6 separate regions of the Mus musculus genome follow, and all the other regions are linked to region 4. Evidence: chromatin contacts called from public promoter capture Hi-C data. All regions are on one chromosome and are shown on one strand. The core of a region is the stretch at or near the end of the contact, and the rest is flanking DNA. Distances in the headings are between cores, read along the strand shown. Region 1 holds the start of Paqr7 (progestin and adipoQ receptor family member VII). Region 2 holds the start of Extl1 (exostosin-like glycosyltransferase 1). Region 3 holds the start of Ubxn11 (UBX domain protein 11). Region 4 holds the start of Gpatch3 (G patch domain containing 3). Region 5 holds the start of Ahdc1 (AT hook, DNA binding motif, containing 1). Region 6 holds the start of Ppp1r8 (protein phosphatase 1, regulatory subunit 8).

What was found. Promoter capture Hi-C pulls out the DNA fragments that hold promoters and counts their contacts.
Region 1: a promoter capture Hi-C map of liver shows a contact between it and region 4, with 5 times the contacts expected there. The contact joins the promoter of Paqr7 here to the promoter of Gpatch3 in region 4. A contact is called at or near these places in 4 of 39 promoter capture datasets (hippocampal neurons, liver and pre-B cells), 1 of 484 Hi-C or Micro-C datasets (liver), 1 of 115 datasets of contacts at active chromatin or transcription factors (bone marrow-derived macrophages) and 1 of 9 other capture datasets (pancreatic islet).
Region 2: a contact with region 4 is called in a promoter capture Hi-C map of pre-B cells, with 7 times the contacts expected there. The contact joins the promoter of Extl1 here to the promoter of Gpatch3 in region 4. A contact is called at or near these places in 4 of 39 promoter capture datasets (hematopoietic stem and progenitor cells, hippocampal neurons, liver and 1 more).
Region 3: a promoter capture Hi-C map of second pharyngeal arch cranial neural crest shows a contact between it and region 4. The contact joins the promoter of Ubxn11 here to the promoter of Gpatch3 in region 4. A contact is called at or near these places in 6 of 39 promoter capture datasets (cranial neural crest, erythroid cells, frontonasal cranial neural crest and 3 more) and 5 of 115 datasets of contacts at active chromatin or transcription factors (bone marrow-derived dendritic cells, embryonic stem cells, large pre-B cells and 2 more).
Region 5: a contact with region 4 is called in a promoter capture Hi-C map of liver, with 2.6 times the contacts expected there. The contact joins the promoter of Ahdc1 here to the promoter of Gpatch3 in region 4. A contact is called at or near these places in 3 of 39 promoter capture datasets (hippocampal neurons and liver) and 2 of 115 datasets of contacts at active chromatin or transcription factors (both in embryonic stem cells).
Region 6: a contact with region 4 is called in a promoter capture Hi-C map of liver, with 3 times the contacts expected there. The contact joins the promoter of Ppp1r8 here to the promoter of Gpatch3 in region 4. A contact is called at or near these places in 2 of 39 promoter capture datasets (hippocampal neurons and liver) and 1 of 115 datasets of contacts at active chromatin or transcription factors (microglia).

What each region holds. Positions count from the first base shown.
Region 1 is chr4:134,495,330-134,498,287 of GRCm38.p6, reverse strand. It overlaps Paqr7 (progestin and adipoQ receptor family member VII), which reads right to left and starts at 1,527. Exons shown (of 2, transcript NM_027995.3): 1 at 1,252-1,527.
Region 2 is chr4:134,371,195-134,374,430 of GRCm38.p6, reverse strand. It overlaps Extl1 (exostosin-like glycosyltransferase 1), which reads left to right and starts at 1,884. Exons shown (of 11, transcript NM_019578.2): 1 at 1,884-3,236. The coding sequence starts at 2,713.
Region 3 is chr4:134,101,154-134,104,042 of GRCm38.p6, reverse strand. It overlaps Ubxn11 (UBX domain protein 11), which reads right to left and starts at 1,460. Exons shown (of 15, transcript NM_026257.3): 1 at 1,395-1,460.
Region 4 is chr4:133,573,344-133,576,133 of GRCm38.p6, reverse strand. Gpatch3 (G patch domain containing 3) reads right to left here and starts at 1,389. Exons shown (of 7, transcript NM_172876.2): 1 at 924-1,389. The coding sequence starts at 1,374.
Region 5 is chr4:133,009,831-133,013,031 of GRCm38.p6, reverse strand. Ahdc1 (AT hook, DNA binding motif, containing 1) reads right to left here and starts at 1,526. Exons shown (of 7, transcript NM_146155.3): 1 at 1,509-1,526; 2 at 745-842.
Region 6 is chr4:132,841,758-132,844,724 of GRCm38.p6, reverse strand. It overlaps Ppp1r8 (protein phosphatase 1, regulatory subunit 8), which reads left to right and starts at 1,556. Exons shown (of 7, transcript NM_146154.3): 1 at 1,556-1,668. The coding sequence starts at 1,613.

The DNA.
Region 1 (2,958 bases), core at 278-2,777, 920 kb before region 4:
CTAACTCCAGAAGCAAGGCTCCAGGCAACTTCTGGGCACCCAGTGTGGGTAAACGTAGACGGGACAAGCTCTGGCAGGCTTTCGGGTCTCTCAGCAACCAGGTCGCCTCCCCCTTTGCAAACCAATTCTCCAATTCAGCTCAACCAATTTAAAGAAAAGGCTACCTCCGCGTCTTCCAGGACTGAACAAGAAACTATTGGTGTTTCACACTGCATTGTGGGTCTCCATTTGTACTCAGTAACGTGATCAGAATGGAAATGTTAAGGACATTTTCCCCCAAAGTTCAGACACTCCCACGGTTCCAAGGAGTACCCTGAAAGGGAAGATCTTCATCATGGTGTCCCCGGGTACCCAACAAGAACAGTCAGCTTGGGGAATCCACCAAGCCTCCTCTCAGTGCATAGCCTGAGGCAGCCTAAGGGGCTTCAGGGGCTGCTAGGAGGAAATCCCCCAGGTTAAGGCTGAGGGTGGTGGTGGGGCCTTGTCTCTTTTCCTATCTAGGGCAATCTGGCTTTCCTGACGCTAGGGAAGGGATCCAATATTCTGGCCTGGTAGCCCTCCCACCTCTCTAAAGCTTTCCTTGGGGGTTCCCCCACAAGGATCTGCAAAACATACCACACACACACACACACACACACACACACACACACACACACACACACACACACACACTTCCACCCCTGCTCCTTCTTGTCCCATTATAACCTCGCTCCTAGAATGCAGCACATAGCCTGTGAGGTTGGTTGTTCCTGCCCAGGGTGTGATCCTGCTGCACAGGCTGTCTCCCATGCCTAACTTCTGCAGACGACACTGAATTATTCTCCCCATTCCACAAGCCACAAGCTCATAGGCTTTACTCCAGCCCTGGTCCTCCTTCTCCATGGCATGCTACCTCTGGTCCTCCCATAATCCTTCTGCTCTCCCCACTCCCTTACAGTGACCCCCCCACTGCTCCTCCGGGGGTGGGGTGACCTCAAACGTTTCTTCTTCCGGTCCCCTCCTTGAGGCTAATTCCCTTGGTGACCTCTCCTCACCCCTACCGGGAGGTGCTCCCCTACATAACTGTCCGGCTGTCAGGGTCCTGCTGTCTTCGGCCTCGCCCCATCTTCTGCCACCTGCCCACTTCCGCCACTGGGCACCGCACGCATGCAGCTAGGAGCACACCCCCAACCCGCGTGCCGGGGGAGCACTTCTCTACTCCCAGCCCAGCCCAGCCCGGCCCGGCCCCGGGATCTCCAGGAGCAGTCTCACCTGTGGTCAGAGCAGAGCTAGGAGCTGTCTGCTGCGTCCCCCGCGCTGGAGTCGCAGATAAAGGGGTAGCGGCCACGCCCCAAGCCCGGAGGGCGGCGCTGGGCACCGGGAGCTCAGCCGCCTCCGCCAGTCTGCAGCTTCTCGCCTGGCGTTATGCAAGCTCAGACTGCAGGAGGGGTCACTCCACGACGCATCCCGGGACTTCCTGCGGCCACAGTACAGTCTGAAAATAGAAGGCCCAGAGAACCTAGGCTCAGATAAGAGGCTGCAGACTCCTGCAGAGTTTACCCACTTCCCCAAAGCGCAAGCTTCGCTCTGTGATAGTTGCAAGAGAGTCGGATGAGTGTCCCAAGAGCTCTGAGGCAAGCTTGAGCTCAGCACATACCGCTCATGCCTCACAGGGCTACTGTAGTCCAGATGTCGCTCTCCCTGGGGAGCTGCGTCCCAAACTGGGCTCTCTGGCTTATCAAAGTCTCATCCCGTGATCTCTGACATTTTCCCTGTCCTGATTTGTCTAGATCTCTGTCAGAACAACCACTCCTGGTTGTCACATCTTCCAGGTATGGGACCAGCAGAGAAGGTGAACAGCCCAGTGGGTTTTTATAGGCAGGGTATGCCTCCAATAAATACTTTCTTACAGTGCCTCATGTGCCTGCCCCTTCTGTGGTGTTCATACCTAACAAAAATGGAGTACCAGACCGGGTCTTGAGTAAAGAGGCCTGATTGGTAGAGGCTAGGGCCCTGTCCTTTACTGAGCTTTTGAGTCTAGAGCCCTGACACATTAACAGGATTGAAGCCTGTTGCTACCCCAGCTCACCCTGCGACCTTGGACAAACCTTGCTCTTTTGGGCCTCAGTGTTATAGAGATGGCAGTACCACTTGACAAGGTGTTTAGGTCAAACGGTGGACATGAAGGTCTTTGGAAACTGCAAAATTTCCCTCTGTACTGTGATGAGCATATTATCTTAAGAGAATTGTATGTGAGAGACTGGCCTCTCATTCAACAAATTCAGACAAACGCCCACATTTCCTGAATCCATGGGGCAAGCCGACAGGCCTGCCATCCCGTGCCTACTACTCTGGAGACTGAGGCAGGAGGATTATTTGAAGCCAGGAGTTCAAGGGCAGCCTGGGCAACATATGGTGACTGTGTCCTGATAGGATGAATAAAAATGAGAGACTTTGCAGACAGTGGTGGCAGCGGTGGCACACGCCTTTGATCCCAGCACTCAGGAGCCAGAGGCAGAGGCAAGGGATCTCTGGGTTCTGGGCCAGCCTACTCTATGGAGCTAGTTCCAGGAAAGCCAGCGCTAAACAAAGACATCCCATCTTAAACAAAACAAAACAAAACAAAACAAAACAAACAGTAAGGACTTAGAAGAAGCCTCGGACTCAGCTTCTATTTTTGGCAGGAAGGTCAAGCTCTCACTGCTTTGATTCTTTGTTTCCGGTTGGTTTGGCTTTTGTCAGAGGTGGTATGTTTTTTGTTCATTTGTATGTTTTTAAAGGCAGAGTCTCACCCAGCTCCTGCTTGGAGCTCACAAGTGAAGCAGAGGCTGAGGTCTCCGGCATACACCACCACATCCTGTCCCCTCTTGGTTTGTTTTCAAATCCACGGTTTATATGTAATGTTCTTGGCCTGTGGCAAGCGGTGAGCCAAGCAGTTGCCATGACGACCTCTCTTGATCTAAACCATCCCCTGAAACA
Region 2 (3,236 bases), core at 635-3,134, 800 kb before region 4:
GTGCTGTCAGGTTCCCCCATCCATAGGCTCTCTAACAACAGGGGTAGAGGAGAGGGCCCATCTCACTCTGCACATTGCCTGTTTAGTGGTTAAAGGTATGGATGGTAGGCTGGAAGAATGGCTCAGAGCTCTTTTTTTTTTTTATACAGTGAACCCAGGTTTGGTTCCTAGAACCCACATGGCAGCTCGCAATTATCTCTAACTTCAGTTCCAGTGAATCTGATGCCCTCTTCTGGCCCCCCTAGGCACAGGGCATGCATACTGTAATACTGTAGACAGGCATGCACAGGCACACACACACACACACACACACACACACACACACACACACACACACACACAGAGGCAAACACTCATACACACCAAATAAAAATAAATATGTTTTTAAAATGAATGGCCAGGTATGGTAACATATACCTTTAATCCTAGCACAGGGGACACAGAGACACGCAAGATCAAGGCTAGCCTGGTTTATATAGTGTGTTCTTGGCTACATAGAGAAACACTGCCTCAGAATAAAAGAGAAGATGTATAGATAGATGGCTTAGGACCTGGCTAAGCCATGGGAATACAGGCAAAGTTACTCAAGTTCCCTGAGCCTCAACTTTCTCTTCTGTAAAATGGGAATGATAGTAATATCTCCTTTATAGTCATTTCCAGCGTGCTCAGGACATAGTCACCTACACTATTACTCTTATTCAGCATGGCACTTCCAGTGCCTCCCTGGGAACCTGGTCCAAGTTAGGATGCGAAGGATCTCTTAGATGATTGAACATGGATGTGGCCAGAGCAAGCTTGAGCCCCTGAAGGAGGGTCCTGGCTCTGACTCAGGAGTCTCAGCCGCTTCCTAGAGGAAGGGAACCTTCTGCCAATTCCAAGCCTGGTGGGATGGCAACAGCGCATGCCCACACCTGTCTCCTGCGTGAGAAAGCCTGCGGTTTGCCTGAGCAGCTGTCTATCACGGAGCGACCTACCTCTTACTGCAAGAGGCCAGATTCTTCTTGATCCCATTTTGAGGATGTTCCTGGGCACCTCACTGTGCCCTGCCCTCAGGCTGCTCACCAAGGAGGAGAGGCCAGCGGAAGGATACTTCCTTGTTGAAGGACACCCCACCAAGTGCTCTTGTAGGACCTACAATAGCAACCCTCCAAGGGAATGATGTTAATCCATTTTAAAGATGCAGGTAGACACTGCCCAGCTCCATTCAGTGGCCGAGGGGACAAGAAGAGGCCCCATCAGGCCAGGCTCTGAGTTCAAATCTTCACCTGGACACATCAAAGCTGGGTCACCTTAAGAAAGGCAATCCCTGCTCTGCGCTTCATTTTTCTCAATAGTAAAAAAGACAAAAGAGCTGGTGATGTAATTCAGTGATAGAATACTTGTCTAGTGTGCACAAAGCCTTGGGTTCTACTCCCAGTACCACAACATCAATTCTAAAAATAGACAATGATAATCGTAATAAAAGGGGGGGGGAAAGGCAGATAAACATCTACTTTGGATCACTGGTAAAGACCTTGGAGAGAAGCAAACTGTCAATCCACAGCCACCAGTGAGGTATGGTGCCCTCCTGACCATTATTAATCTTCCAGAGCCAGGCGTGATGGCAGGTAGCTGGCATTCGAGCACTCCGAGGTGAAGACAGATTGATCAGGGACTCAAAGTCCTTGGTTGCAAGGTGGGTTTGAAACCAACCGGGGCTACAGGAACATCCCCACCCCCCTCGTCTCAAAAAAAAAAAAAAAGGAAAAAGAAACGAAACGGTACCCCAGCGAAAGAGGTTGCAAGGGGTTAAGTGGAAACCCTGCCTCCTAGCCAGGAGCCAATCAGAGCTGGCGGGGGTGTGGCCAGGCTGCTGCTGCTGCGAAAGAGAGCTGGACCGACTTGATACCTTCTGGAGTGGGACCTGGAGCTGCCGGCTGGACCTGTGGGGCAGGAACAGGAATTTGGAGCGTAGGTCTTGCCCTCTGCCCTGTGACAGCTCCTAGCCGGAGGGTGCAGAGCAGCTGCCTGGGTTAGGGGCCATAGCCGAGGGGAAGAAGACCACACTCCGAACCTTCTCATTCCCCAGGCGGCGGGCATGGGATGCACTCCGGCTCCAACTTCAGCTGGCTCTGGTGGCCCACATGGACACAAGGTCTATTTATAGTTCTGCCACAGAAGGCCAGCCACCAAACACAGGGGTAGCCAGGGTTTTTTTCAAGAGCTTTTGGGGCAGAGGGAAGAGTGGGAGAGGACAGTCCTGCCTCCTTCTACATCATCCTTGGCCACCCCCTCCCGATACCCACTCCCCATGAACCCAGACAGTTCTCCATAGATAGCCTGCCCTTGGGTCAAGGGTAAGATCAGGGGTGCAGTCCTGAGCGCAAATGGACACGATCTTGTGGTCTGGACAAGGGTTGCATCAGCCCGAGCAGTGGCCCAGGGCAGAGGTCCCGATGAGAGGGCAAAGGGTGGCAAGGTTGTGTGAAGGTAGAGAAAGCAGTCGGAGAGTGGGAATGCAAATTTAGAAAGCCAGAGCCTCCTTGGACTTCCCACGAGGGGTCAATCCCACAGGTGGCCAATGGTTAGTCGAACTTAGCTAGGGGACCTGCCTTCAATGGTGAGAGCGCTGGACCAGAAGGCTGATTTCCAGCTCCCTCCTGCCTGGGGTCGCCTCCTCCACTTGCTACAGAAATTCCTCACTTCCTTCTAGTCCTAGCTGTTGGTGGCCACATGCTGTGGAGAAGAAAGTCCTTCTGGCTGGCGTTGTCAGCCTTCTGGCTCCTCCTCGTCCTCCTAGGAGTCTTCCCCCTTCGCCTGGCAGTGTTGCCCGGTCCTCTTCCAGGGCGCTCCCAAGGCTGGCCCCGCTGGCTGGATGCTGCCTTCTTACAGAGTTTCTCCCAGTCTGAGACGAACCCAGAAGATGTCGCACAGCTCCCTCGGGTCTCTCGGGGAAGCAGCTGCACCTGGGGAGCCTGCTTTGACACCTCCAAGTGTAGGGGAAAGGTCCTCAAGATCTTTGTGCACTCCCCGGCTGGTCCGACCTCTGAGGCTCAGCGCAGGATCCTGGATTCCTTGGAAGGCTCCCGCTACTCTGCACTCAGCCCAGCAGACGCTTGCCTTCTCCTTTTTCTCCCCAGCCAGGATCGTAGAGGAGCCTGCGGGCCCCTGCCTCCGAACTGGAACGGAGGCCGGAACCATCTGGTGTTGAGTCTCTACCCAGCCCCTTGCACCAGGCTGGGACAGGCGATGGTAGC
Region 3 (2,889 bases), core at 211-2,710, 530 kb before region 4:
GCCATCGCTCCAGCCCCTTAAATTTATTTTTAGTTTTTCTTTTCTTTTTTTTTTAAAGATTTATTTATTTATTATATGTAAGTACACTGTAGCTGTCTTCAGACACTCCAGAAGAGGGAGTCAGATCTCGTATGGATGGTTGTAAGCCACCATGTGGTTGCTGGGATTTGAACTCCTGACCTTCGGAAGAGCAGTCGGGTGCTCTTACCCACTGAGCCATCTCACCAGCCCAAAATGTGTAGCCCAGGCTGGCCTCAACCAGCGAGACAGGGTTTCTCTGTATAGCCCTGGCTGCCCTGGAACTCACTCTGTAGACCAGGCTGGCCTGGAACTCAGAAATCCGCCTGCCTCTGCCTCCCAAGTGCTGGGATTAAAGGCGTGCGCGACCATGCCCAGCTTGAAATAAAGTCTTAAGCTTGAAAATGGCTCAGAGGTTAAGAGCAATTGCTGCTCTTGAAGAACCTCGGTTTGGTTCCCAGTAACTGCATCGCAGCTCAGAACAGAACCTCTTGTAACTCCAGTTCCAGGGACGGTGATGCCTTCCTCTGGCCTCCTTTGACACCAGACATGCATGTGGTACACATACACACATGCAGACACATATATGTATGAAATGATAATAATAAATATATAATATATATAAAGGTCTTTGCCCCCACTGGCCTTGAACTGGCTCTAAAGTCCAGGCTGACTTTGAACATGTGCTCCGCCTGTTTCAGCCTCCTGAGTAGCTTTACACGTCTGCAGACCACCAGGCCCAGCTTCTATTTTGTTTAGTTATTTGTTTTTTGTTTTTGAGACAAGAGTCTCACTCTGTTAAACCAGGCTGGCCTCAAACTTTGCTGGGATTAAAGGTGTGAGCCACCACTCCTGGCTTTGTTTTATTTTACTTTTTTTAATTTAAGGTAAAGTTTCGCTGATTTACCCTGGTTGGCCTGGGACTCGCAATGTAGCCAGATAGGCTTCGTACTCCAGTCCTCTCTCCTCGGCCCCTACATAGAGTGCAGGCCTATGTCACAACCCATTAAGTCTGTAAAGATACGGTTGTCGCCTCCGGTGAGGGTTACAAACGTGTCCTTTGTTTCTTCATCTGAAGGACCAAACTGAGTGCTGCCCTAGGCAGTTATCACTCGACACACCAGGCGACAGCCTGATAGCTGCGCGACATCCTCCTAATCCTTTGCTGGGCACGTTGGCACTAAGAAGGTTAGTGCGCCCAAAGCCCGCCCCAGGATTCCGCCGCCTGTCCCGCCTCCACGCGCGGACACGGTGAGTATGGTCCCCACTTCCCTCCTGAGCCAAGTCATGCATGTCGCCGACCCTCGGAGTCAGGACGAGGGCCGCGGCCTGCGGGAAGACTTAGCGGGGCAGAAAGGCCCGGAGATGGCACTCACCACGGGGCCAGCGAGCCGTCCCGCGGCGCCGCCATCTTGTTGTCTCGGGGTTTCCCAGGCGACCAGGACCCGAGCACTTCTCATTGGCTAATTCCGAGAGGCTCTCTAACGAACCAGAGGGCAGTGAAGACGGGCATAGGGTTGCACGTGAGACTTCAAATCCCAGAATGCACCGCTCTAAGAGGTCAGAGGGCGTTCTTGAGGCCGGGTCTTGAGTTCAAGAGATTGGTCCCTAGAAGCCTCTAGACCTGAAGATGTTGAACCCGACGTTGTCAATATTGTGCTATTTGATCTTGAAGAAATCATGTTTCCTTTGTTTTCCCACCTGATCATGCAAAGATGAATGGAAATGATGCAGGTGACTTAATAAATATTTAAATCTCATTTCCCCCCTCTAATTTATGGACTAGATGATGCACTGCAGGAAAGTTCTAATTCTAGTTCCTAAGTAGAATAATTGGGTGACCCTTCACTTCCAGTATGACGAGTAATTTCCCCTCCCTCAGCCTCATAGCTAGATGGCTCAACGGGTACTAAGTCTTGGTCTTACTACCAAGCTGAAGACCAAGTTCGATCAGGTCACACATGGCAGGAGAAAACGGCTCCTGGATCTGTCTTCCGATTTCTGCAGGAGCACTGTCCAGATGCAACACGAAATAAGTGACCAAATAGATATTAACTGAAAACTAAAATTATCCTAATAGCACCAAAGTACTAGAGATACTTTAGTTAGGACTGCACTGGGTCCTCACCTGTACAGACAGGGTAACTTTGAGCACATTCACATCTCCTTTTCTTCGCTTGTAAAATGAAAATACGGCCTACCTGACAAGGTTGCTGGGATTGGCCATTAGGAGGGTAATGCAAAGTACTTATCAAACACCTCTATAGATGTTTTCAAAATATTTCTTGCCAGGTGGTGGTGGCACTTGTCTCTAATCCCAGCAGGAGACAGAGGCAAGAGGATCTCTGAATTCGAAGCCAGCCTGGTCTACAGAGTGAGCCCCAGGACAGCCAAGGCTACAGAAAGAAACCCTGTTTAGAAAAACAAAACCAGGTCAGGTGTGGTGGCTCCCGCCTTTAATCCCAGCACTTGGGAGGCAGAGGCAGGCAGATTTCTGAGTTTGAGGCCAGCCTGGTCTACAGAGTGAGTTCCAGGCCAGCCAGGGATACACAGAGAAACCCTGTCTTAAAAAAAACACAAAGAAAAAGAAAAACATAGAGCCGGGCATGGTGGCACATGCCTTTAATCCCAGCACTTGGGAGGCAGAGGCAGGTGGATTTCTGAGTTCGAGGCCAGCCTGGTCTACAGAGTGAGTTCCAGGCCAGCCAGGGATACACAGAGAAACCCTGTCTTTAAAAAAACACAAAGAAAAAGAAAAACATAGAGCCGGGCATGGTGGCACATGCCTTTAATCCCAGCACTTGGGAGGCAGAGGCAGGTGGATTTCTGAGTTCGAGGCCAGCCTGGTCTACAGAGTGAGTTCCAGGGCAG
Region 4 (2,790 bases), core at 140-2,639:
CTGTATGTCTTGATAAGACATTGCTCCTAAAGATTCTGCTTAAACCATAGCCGGCATATGCACTCGAGTGTGTGTGCACACGCGCACACGCACACACGCACACACACACACCTCTTTCTATGAAACTGTTTAACTTTGAGCTGATACCAGTTTTTCATTTTTGTTTTGTATGTTATTTTTTTAACTTTTGAGACAGGGTCAGAGCTAGATAGTCTTGGCTGTCCTGGAACTCACTTTGTAGACCAAGCCAGGCTAGAACTACAGAGATCCATCTGCCTCTACTTCCCAGGCACTAGAACTAAAGGCATATATACCACCACTATTGCTAATGACTCTTTAGGATGAACTGTTTCAAAATAATTTATTTAAACCTCTCCATCTGGCATTTTAAAACACCTGGCTTCCTTTTCCCCAATGGACACACTTGTGCCCAGCCCCTCTCTGCTGCCCCCAGCTCTTTCCTCTGCAGAGCCTGTCTTCCAGTCGCTAGGTTAGATTAGAAGAAACCAAGTTTCCTTTGTGCATTTCAAGATATGGTTCCTCTGTGTAGCACTGGCTGTCCTGGAATTCGCTCGCTCAGAGATCCTCCTGCCTCTGCCGCCTGAGAGCTGGGATCAAAGGCGTGCCTTAGCGCACCGGGCTCCAAATATCCTTTTTAAGAAATCATGTCAGTACAAAAATCACCACCCTTAGGGAAATGGTCCTTAAGAGGGGATACATTTGAAACTTATCTATACAGATCTCAGTTGTTTTGTCTGTTTTGCCTTGTAAGTCCTTGAGTAAAAACATGCAGATTGGGCTGAAAACTTGTAGCTTTGTCCAGAACTAACTTAAGCTCTAAACAGTGATAACCTATCTTAACCACCCAGGCAATGCGCCTCTTTTCCAAGGGCCGTGCGTCCGGTCCATTCTCTCCCCCTTACCTGAAACCTCGGTGGGAAGCCTAAGCCTGCGGATGAGACAGCGACCGGGAAGCCAGGTCCCCTGAGAGTCCAGCCACCGGCGACCGGAGTACATGCGAAGCAGCCGCTGGGCTTGCGCCGCTCCCCTCACCGAGACGACGCAGCAGCAGGTGCGGGTCTGGGCTGCCGCAGAGCCCCGGGCGCGGACAGCGCGGGCATCGGAGGCCGGAGCCTGGGCGAGAACCGGATCCTCAGCGGCGGGGTCCGGGCCAGCCCGGGCCGCCTCGGGACTCGCCTGCGGAGGGCCCCTCTCGGGCCGGTGCCGGTAGTGGAAGCACAGGAAGCCTCCGCCGCGCTGTTCCCGGAACTGGCTAAAGTAGCTCCGTAACTGAGCCGAGCGTAACACGGCAGGGATCCCGCTCACCACCAGGTAAACCGGCGACTCTTCGTCCAGCTCCCTGGGCGACGCCATCTTGGCCTGTCACATGATTGCTTGGCGTCCACTCTCGCGAGAGCACCACGTCTCGGATGCTGGAGTTTGGTCAATGTGGCATCGGTGACCGTTTGGTACTTGAAGTTTCGTTTTAATTGCTCTTGGGCCGAATCTGTGTTTCCAGCTCCACAGAAGATGGAAAACTCGTGCGATGGGCTGGGCTGTAGCTCAGTGATAGCTGGTCCAGCGTGTGAGAGGCTCTAAGGAGGAACCAGTGTAGAGCACCGGGATGCTGAGCGGGAGGTGGCGGAGGTCTGATGCAAAACTGGACTCTACAGTACCAACCCAGCCGGGCGTGGTGCCTCACGCCTTTAAACCCGGCACTTGAGAGTTAGAGGCAAGCAGGTGTGCGTGAGTTCAAGACCAGCCTGGTCAACATAGTGACTGAGACGGGGCTATGTCGAGAGAGCCTTTCTCAGGGCGCGGGACGGGGGAGATGAAGAGATGCCCCGGCAATTAAGAGCTTTCGCTGCTCTTACAGAATACTTGGATTGGATTCCCAGCACCCACGTACGAGGGAACTCTCCCATACGTAACTCGTTTCATGAGATTGGACACCCTCTTCTGACCTCTAGAGGCACATACGTGTTGCACATACATACATGCAGGCAAAATTCTCATGCACATAAAATTATCTGTAACAAACCGGGCGGTGGTGGCTCACGCCTTTAATCCCAGCACTCAGGAGACAGAGGCAGGCGGATTTCTGAGTTCGAGGCCAGCCTGGTCTACAGAGTGAGTTCCAGGACAGCCAGGGCTACACAGAGAAGTCTCGAGGGAAAAAAAAATTTTTTTTGGTTTGGTTTGGTTTTTTTGTTTGTTTGTTTTAGATTTATTTATTTATTATATGTAAGTACACTGTAGCTGTCTTCAGACACACCAGAAGAGGGCATCAGATCTCATTACGGATGGTTGCAAAGCAGTTGTTGGGATTTGAACTCCCGACCTTCAGAAGAGCAGTTGGTACTCTTAACCGCTGAGCCATCTCTCCAGCCCTCAAAAAGATTTTTTTTTAAATGTACAAATACATGCATAGACATCGAAAACTATTCCCAGAGATCATAGGCGAAAACCATATTGCCAGCTTCGGACGACCTCCGTACAAGGCGTTGAGTCCCTCACAAACAAACAGTATAGCTCTTGTGATTGTGTGCAGTGTTCAGGAAGGCCAGAGGAGGGCGTTGGAGCCTCTGGATCCATTTTTTTTTTATAAAGATTTATTTATTTACTATATGTAAGTACACTGTAGCTGTCTTCAGACACTCCAGAAGAGGGCATCAGATCTCATTACGGGTGGTTGTGAGCCACCATGTGGTTGCTGGGATTTGAACTTTGGACCTTCGGAAGAGCAGTCGGGTGCTCTTACCCACTGAGCCATCTCACCAGCCCTGGATC
Region 5 (3,201 bases), core at 277-2,776, 560 kb after region 4:
CACCCCCTGGGGAAGAGGGGGCCGATTCAATCAGAGCCCTAGAGGAAACGTATTGATACACGATTATTTATTTATTTATGCAAAAGTGAGCCGACTTTGTTCGCCAGGTAACCGGGCACGCGGCCCAACCCCTCTGGCCAGGCCGCCCCCAAATCCCTCCTCCGCCCCACACCCCCTCCGGGTCATTAGGTCCCCGCCCCTCAACTCCCAGAGCGCCAACGGAACCTTGGGATTTGGGGGCTGGAGGGGAGGGGCTCCTCCCTCCGCAGTCTCCCCTTTTCCCAGCGCCTATCCTAAAATCCAGCCTTGTTCTCCGCTCCCACGGTCCCCCTACATCCCCCCCCCCACATTCTCAGCAAGCTGGAGAGCAAATTGCAGTTTTAAATCCAAAGGCGGAGGGAGGGGGAGGAGGAGGGGGTGCGCGGCAGCTCTGGGCGCGCACCTCGCCCCCGAGCCGGGGGAGCCGCGGGGCGGCCAGGAAACCCGAGAACCCCCCCTCCCCGCCCCCCCTCCCCGTCCACCTCCCCCTCCCCCTTCCCGGCGCTGCCTGCCAGGCTTCGAGCCGAGCCCAGCCGAGCCGCGGGCCCCGGTGGAAACAAAGACCGATCGCACCGCGGGCACCGCAGCCACGGGGTCCGGCGGACCGGACTGGGGGCGCTGGGCCCCCCCACAGTGCGCTGCACAAAAGAGCCTGGCCGGCCGGTCCCCAACCGCGTCTATTGCTGGGCAGGAGGCGCTACTTACCGGAGTGCTGGGCTGCCGGCTCCGTGGGTCCGAGCCAGGCGAGGGGTTTCGGGGGGCGTCTATCTTCCGCCGGCGGCAGCGACACGGGCGCCCGGCTGCTGGGAAGAGGAGTCGTAGAGGAGCCCTGAGCCGCCTGCCGTCGCTGACAGCATGGCTCGCGCCTCGGCTCACATTCTCCGCCGCTAACTCCGCTGGACACGGCCCCCCGCTCCCGCGGCGTCCCCCCCACCACGATTACTCCTTCGCTATCTGCGCCCCACTCGCTTCCCCAGCCGCTCACACACTCTCACAGCCCTGGACACCCCCGCCCCAACCCCCCAATTGCAAACCTGGGAGGGAAGACGCCCCGCGTAGTCCTCCTGCTCCTCCTCCGCCGCCCTCCTCCCTCCCGCTCTGTCTGTCTGTCTGTTTGTCTGCCTGTCTCTATTTCTCTCTCTCTCTCTGCCTTTCTCTGCTCTCCGAGCTGGGTGGGAAAAGGAAATGAGGACAGAAAGCAGACGCTGGCTTTGGGTGGTGGTAGCTGGATTCCCTCTCTCCCTCCCTCCTCCCTCCTCCCCTCCCTCCTCCTGCCTTCTGCTCTCTCCGCTGCGAGCGGGGCTGAGCGCAGCCTGGCGGGTGGCTCGCTCGGCCCGCCCGCCCGCCTGTCTGTCTGTCTGGTCTGCCTCGCTCGCTCCCTCCCTCCGTCTCTCGCCCTCGCCCTGCCTGCCTGCCTGCCTCTCTCCGTCTCCGCCGCCGCCGCCGTTGCCTCTGCGAGCTCGCCTTACCTTCGCTGCTCACCATCCGGAACCCCAGGGGGGAGCGCGCGCAGAGCACGCCGGGACTTGTAGTCCCTGTTCGGCCGCTCCGCGCGCTGTGCGGGCGGGGCCACTCCGGCTGCTCCGACGGCGCGGCCCGGAGCGGACCCTATGCCGGAGTATCCCTGGCCCGGATGAATCCCGTTTTATCTAGGACTGCTGATCCTCCTCAAGGGTTAGGAACATTCCGGGCGTTCCGAGGCCCCTACTCGGGGCTCTGGCTGCGCCAAGGTTGCGGGTGGTAGCGCAGGGGCGGGGTCTGAGAATAAAATGAGTGGAATCGGGCATCAGAGGATGAGCCAAAAGGGCTGCGACTTTCTGGGGTGTCCCAAACACGTTGAGAGGGCCCATGGAGAGACGAGAGGACCTACACTTTCAATTTGGGGACGTTTTTCCTATCAGAAGAGGCGTTTGGCAAGAAAGCCGCTCTGGAAACGCTACAGTCTCCTCCGCATTTCGTGGCCCTTCGCCTCAAACTCAGCCCTGGATTTAGTTCTTCCAGCGCCTACTTTTTATTGTCGTCCACGGGCGGCGAGGGCGCAAAAAATTCTGGACAAAGTGTAGATACCATGCCTTCTGAATTTGAACAATTGTTTGTGAGCGGAATTCAACAGTTCTCCAGCGCCTGCTGCGGCGTGGGGGTTGGGCGCAGCACTTTCACCTACCTCCTCTTCAGGTCACATCTGTTCTCCAGCCCCTGGCTCTGGGCCCCCTGCCTTGCCTATCCCACAGATGGGAATGTGCGCCTCTGAGGAAGGCTTTGTTACCCCCAGGGAGGTGGCTGGACAGCTCTGAAAGGAGAATTGCCGCGGCTGCCATTTACTGAGCACCCGGGCAGCACGGGGTCCTTGGAGCCTTGCAGAAAAAACCCTACGAGACCTTATTTCTATTTTAGATATAAGAGTTCCGGAGCCCAGGTGTCCCGATTAGAAAGTGGTAGATTCAGCATCTGGATAATTTCAAAGCTTCCTTCCTTCCTTAACCCTTGGGCGGTAACAGAGTGGTGATTCCCTCTACTCCACCCCCCCCCCCCCGCGTCCCCGCCATCCTTTACTGTTGATCTTTCTTCCCTGTGTCTATGTGTCCTCCCTTGGCACTAAGGTAGATAAGGTTTGCAGAAGAAACAGATGAGTGATGCAGTGATCACTGCCCTGCTACTTGTCTATTGACTGCTTCTGAGCTGATCCCAACTCATGACTGTGTCTGACATTCCTTTGGCCAATGTCTGCCAACTTAGTCCATCTTGCCCCATGTCCTAAGCTTCTCTAGCAATGCCTTTACTCCCTGATCCACCTGCTTCTGATGCCTTCTTTGCTCTTGCAGGGTAATTGCTAGTCAACACATGTTTAGATGGTGACATTATGCTAACAACACATCCACACCACCTTCACCATCCCTCCATCTCTCCCAGTCCCTACCTATAGAGCAATTGAAACTTTTCCAGAAAGCAAGTAACAGGGGAGGCTCTAAAAAGCACACCCACTGATGTGGCATCGTGGCACATGTGGCCAGCTGGAGAGGCCTCTGTCTAGGGGCCACTTCGCTTGCAGACAAAGTAACCCCAAGAACTGATTATGATAAGAACGGGCATTAATAAAAGCAGGAGGTGCTTTAGCGATCCTTTGTAGCTTCAAAACTCAACTCTGAGGTCATCACAAGCAGA
Region 6 (2,967 bases), core at 307-2,806, 730 kb after region 4:
CCACCATGTGGTTGCTGGGATTTGAACTCAGGACCTTCGGAAGAGCAGTCGGTGCTCTTAACTGCTGAGCCATCTCGCCAGCCCGACAAAGGCAACTCTTATGCTGAAAACATTTAATTGGAGCTGGTTTATAGGTTCATAGGTTCAGTCCATTATCATCAAGGCTGGAGCATGGCAGCATCCAGGCAGGCATCGTGCAGGAGGAGCTGAGAGTTCTACATTTTCACCTGAAGGCTGTTAGTGGAAGACTGACTTCCAGGTAGCCAGGATACAGGACTTAAAGCCCAAGCCTACAATGATACACTTATTTCAACAAGTCCAAACCTCCAAATAGTGCCACTCCCTGGACCAAGCATATTCAAACCATGACATGTTCTATTGCTGTTGCTTACTGAAACCTGGAGAATTTATTATTATTATTATTATTAATTTTACTGTCTAGCAGGGCATAGTGTTGACTACCTTTAACCCTGTATCTCAGGAAGCAAAGGCAGATGGAATTTCAGATATGTGCTGCCACACCCTCCAACCATTTGTTTCTTTTAAAAACTGTGAAGTCATCATCCCATCTTTCTGCAAAAGTGAAAAAAGGACCATCCACTGCATACGAAGGAATGGTATGTTGTCAGAAACATATGGGACTAGTAGAGCCTGGCTTTTGGCTTTACATAGACTCAGGTTCGAATACCACTCCTTGTAAGGTGAGGCTAGAGCCTCTCTTCTGGAATCAATCTGTCTTGAGTTTTGGGAATACCAAGTGAACTGATCCATATGAAATACATACTTCCCCATAAGCACTCAATAGACAAAACCATTACAACCAGCAAGCTAATGGCTTAGAGGAAGATGGTAACCCTAATGCTTCCTATGTCACTATGACCCACAGAGAAAAATCCTAAGGGGCCATGAATTAAACATTTTTGAGAATTGGTTAAGTTACTAAAAATTGGAGGCTTTTTTTCCTTTTGAGTCTGTGCCTTGCAGCAGTTTGTCCAAAGTTTTCAAAAACAGACTACATGATTTCTGACACAGTCGCCTAATCTATAGATTCTCCCAGATCTAAGAAAATTACTGGTTTTGGGGAATTGAATCAGTGGCCTCATTCGCGCCTGCTGAACACACTACCACTGAGCCGTACACATCAGACTTGGGATCAGAAAGGACAAATGAGTAAGGATTCTGTTTTCAGATGCAGTGTTTCGAAGGAAGGCTGGAAAAAGGGGGAAAAAAAAAGCCATCACTTCTTATCTCTAGCCATCACCTGCTTATCGCTAGATGAAGCCCGAGGGGGTGGGTAGCTGGGAGTTAATGCAGATTGCAGAGCTCTAGGGTTTCTGGCGGAAAACGCAGCGCGAAAGCCGCATCAAGGTACAAACCACTCCTGACCCCGTGACCAAGGAGACACCCGCCCCCAGCCTCTCCAGCAAACACTGCAGACTTCAAACCCAGCCCCTGATGCCCTCCGCCAGAGGCGCTCCCAGGAGAGCGTCCTTGCGTTGCGCGTGCGCACGCACGCGCTGCGCACAGGCTGCTGGGATGCCGCCTCTTCCCTCCCGAGCTCTTAGTTTCCCGGCGTGCTTCAGACCCGCCAAATGGGAGGGGGAGACGCAAGATGGCGGCAGCCGTGAACTCCGGCTCCAGCCTCCCGCTGTTCGACTGCCCGACTTGGTGAGTAATGAGGTTTCTGGGACTGGAGCGGCTTGGCGTGAGTTAACCCGGACAGAAAGGAGAAGGTTGTATTTTTTTTTCCTCTTCCTTTTTTTTTTTTTTTTTTTTTTTGCGATGAAACGAACGTCTCAGAAAGATCCTGGAATGATTGAGGGAAAACTGTCCGCTGTGAGGGGCCGGGCGACGTGTGGAGGATCCTGGAGCTGGGGCCCAGGCTCTGCGGAAACCCGAGTTTTGGGGGCTCGAAGGTATTCAGTTTATACAGCGCTTGGGAGGTCAGCCGCTCACCGGGGTGCTTCAGGCCTTGGCCCCTAACTTGCCCTAACTCATCACTGAGTGCCCGATGCTCTCGGGGAGCATCAAACCTTCCCCGGGTGCTGAAGGTCTGGAGCGCGCACGAGCTGGCTTCCCTACCTCAGTCCAACCTGATGCTGCATCCCTCCGTGGCTGCTGCACCCTCCAAGCGGACTAGGTGCTCCTTGCGGGCAGGGATGGCGCGGGACTGTTCCCCCTTGTTCTCTGACCAGACCAGCACGAAACCCGGTACAAAAGACAGCAGAAGTTGTTAGCATACAGCATTTTCATCCCCTGGGAAGTTCAGAGAAGTAGTAGGATGGTTTCCGCGTTGAGTGGGGTGCAAGATGAATGAATAGGAACTGCTTTGCACGAGGATGCATCGGGGTTAGAGCCCTTTCTGCTGTTGCGGCTCTTCCTGGTTATTAACGTGTTACCTCTCGGGCTTCTGTTACATTGAGATCTTCAAGGGCAAAAACCCTTGCATCATGCTCAGCTCCTAGGCCTGAGTCAATCACATGGTAGGATATTCAGACAAAATATTTTGGCTTTAATGTTCATTTTAATCTGTATCTCGAAGCAAATGGGCTTTTGTTCGATGCACTGTCCTTTTAGCCACTGCCATGAGAGATTGGAGCGGAGCTGTGAGATGTCTGTGTTGAATCTTCAATGAGATAGACTCGATATCGTTTCTTCTGTGCAAATGTAAGGGCCCTGGAAGGTTCAAAAGAACAAGCCCAGGAAGCGAATGAATGCTTGGCTGTTTCCTGGATTTCTTTATTCTTTTAACATATCCATGTGCTTCAGCCTACAAATTCTTTATCCACACTGGTCCCTGGCTGCACTTATTTCAAATTTGGGCCAGCCAAATATAAAGAGACTCTTTCTTTGAGATCACCTGTCATTACCTCAGGGTCTGGTGTATACCAGGAACTGTGTCAGGTGATTTGACATTTGAGCATCCATCCCCTTGAATGATGAAGCGAGGTATAGAAAACAGTCTGA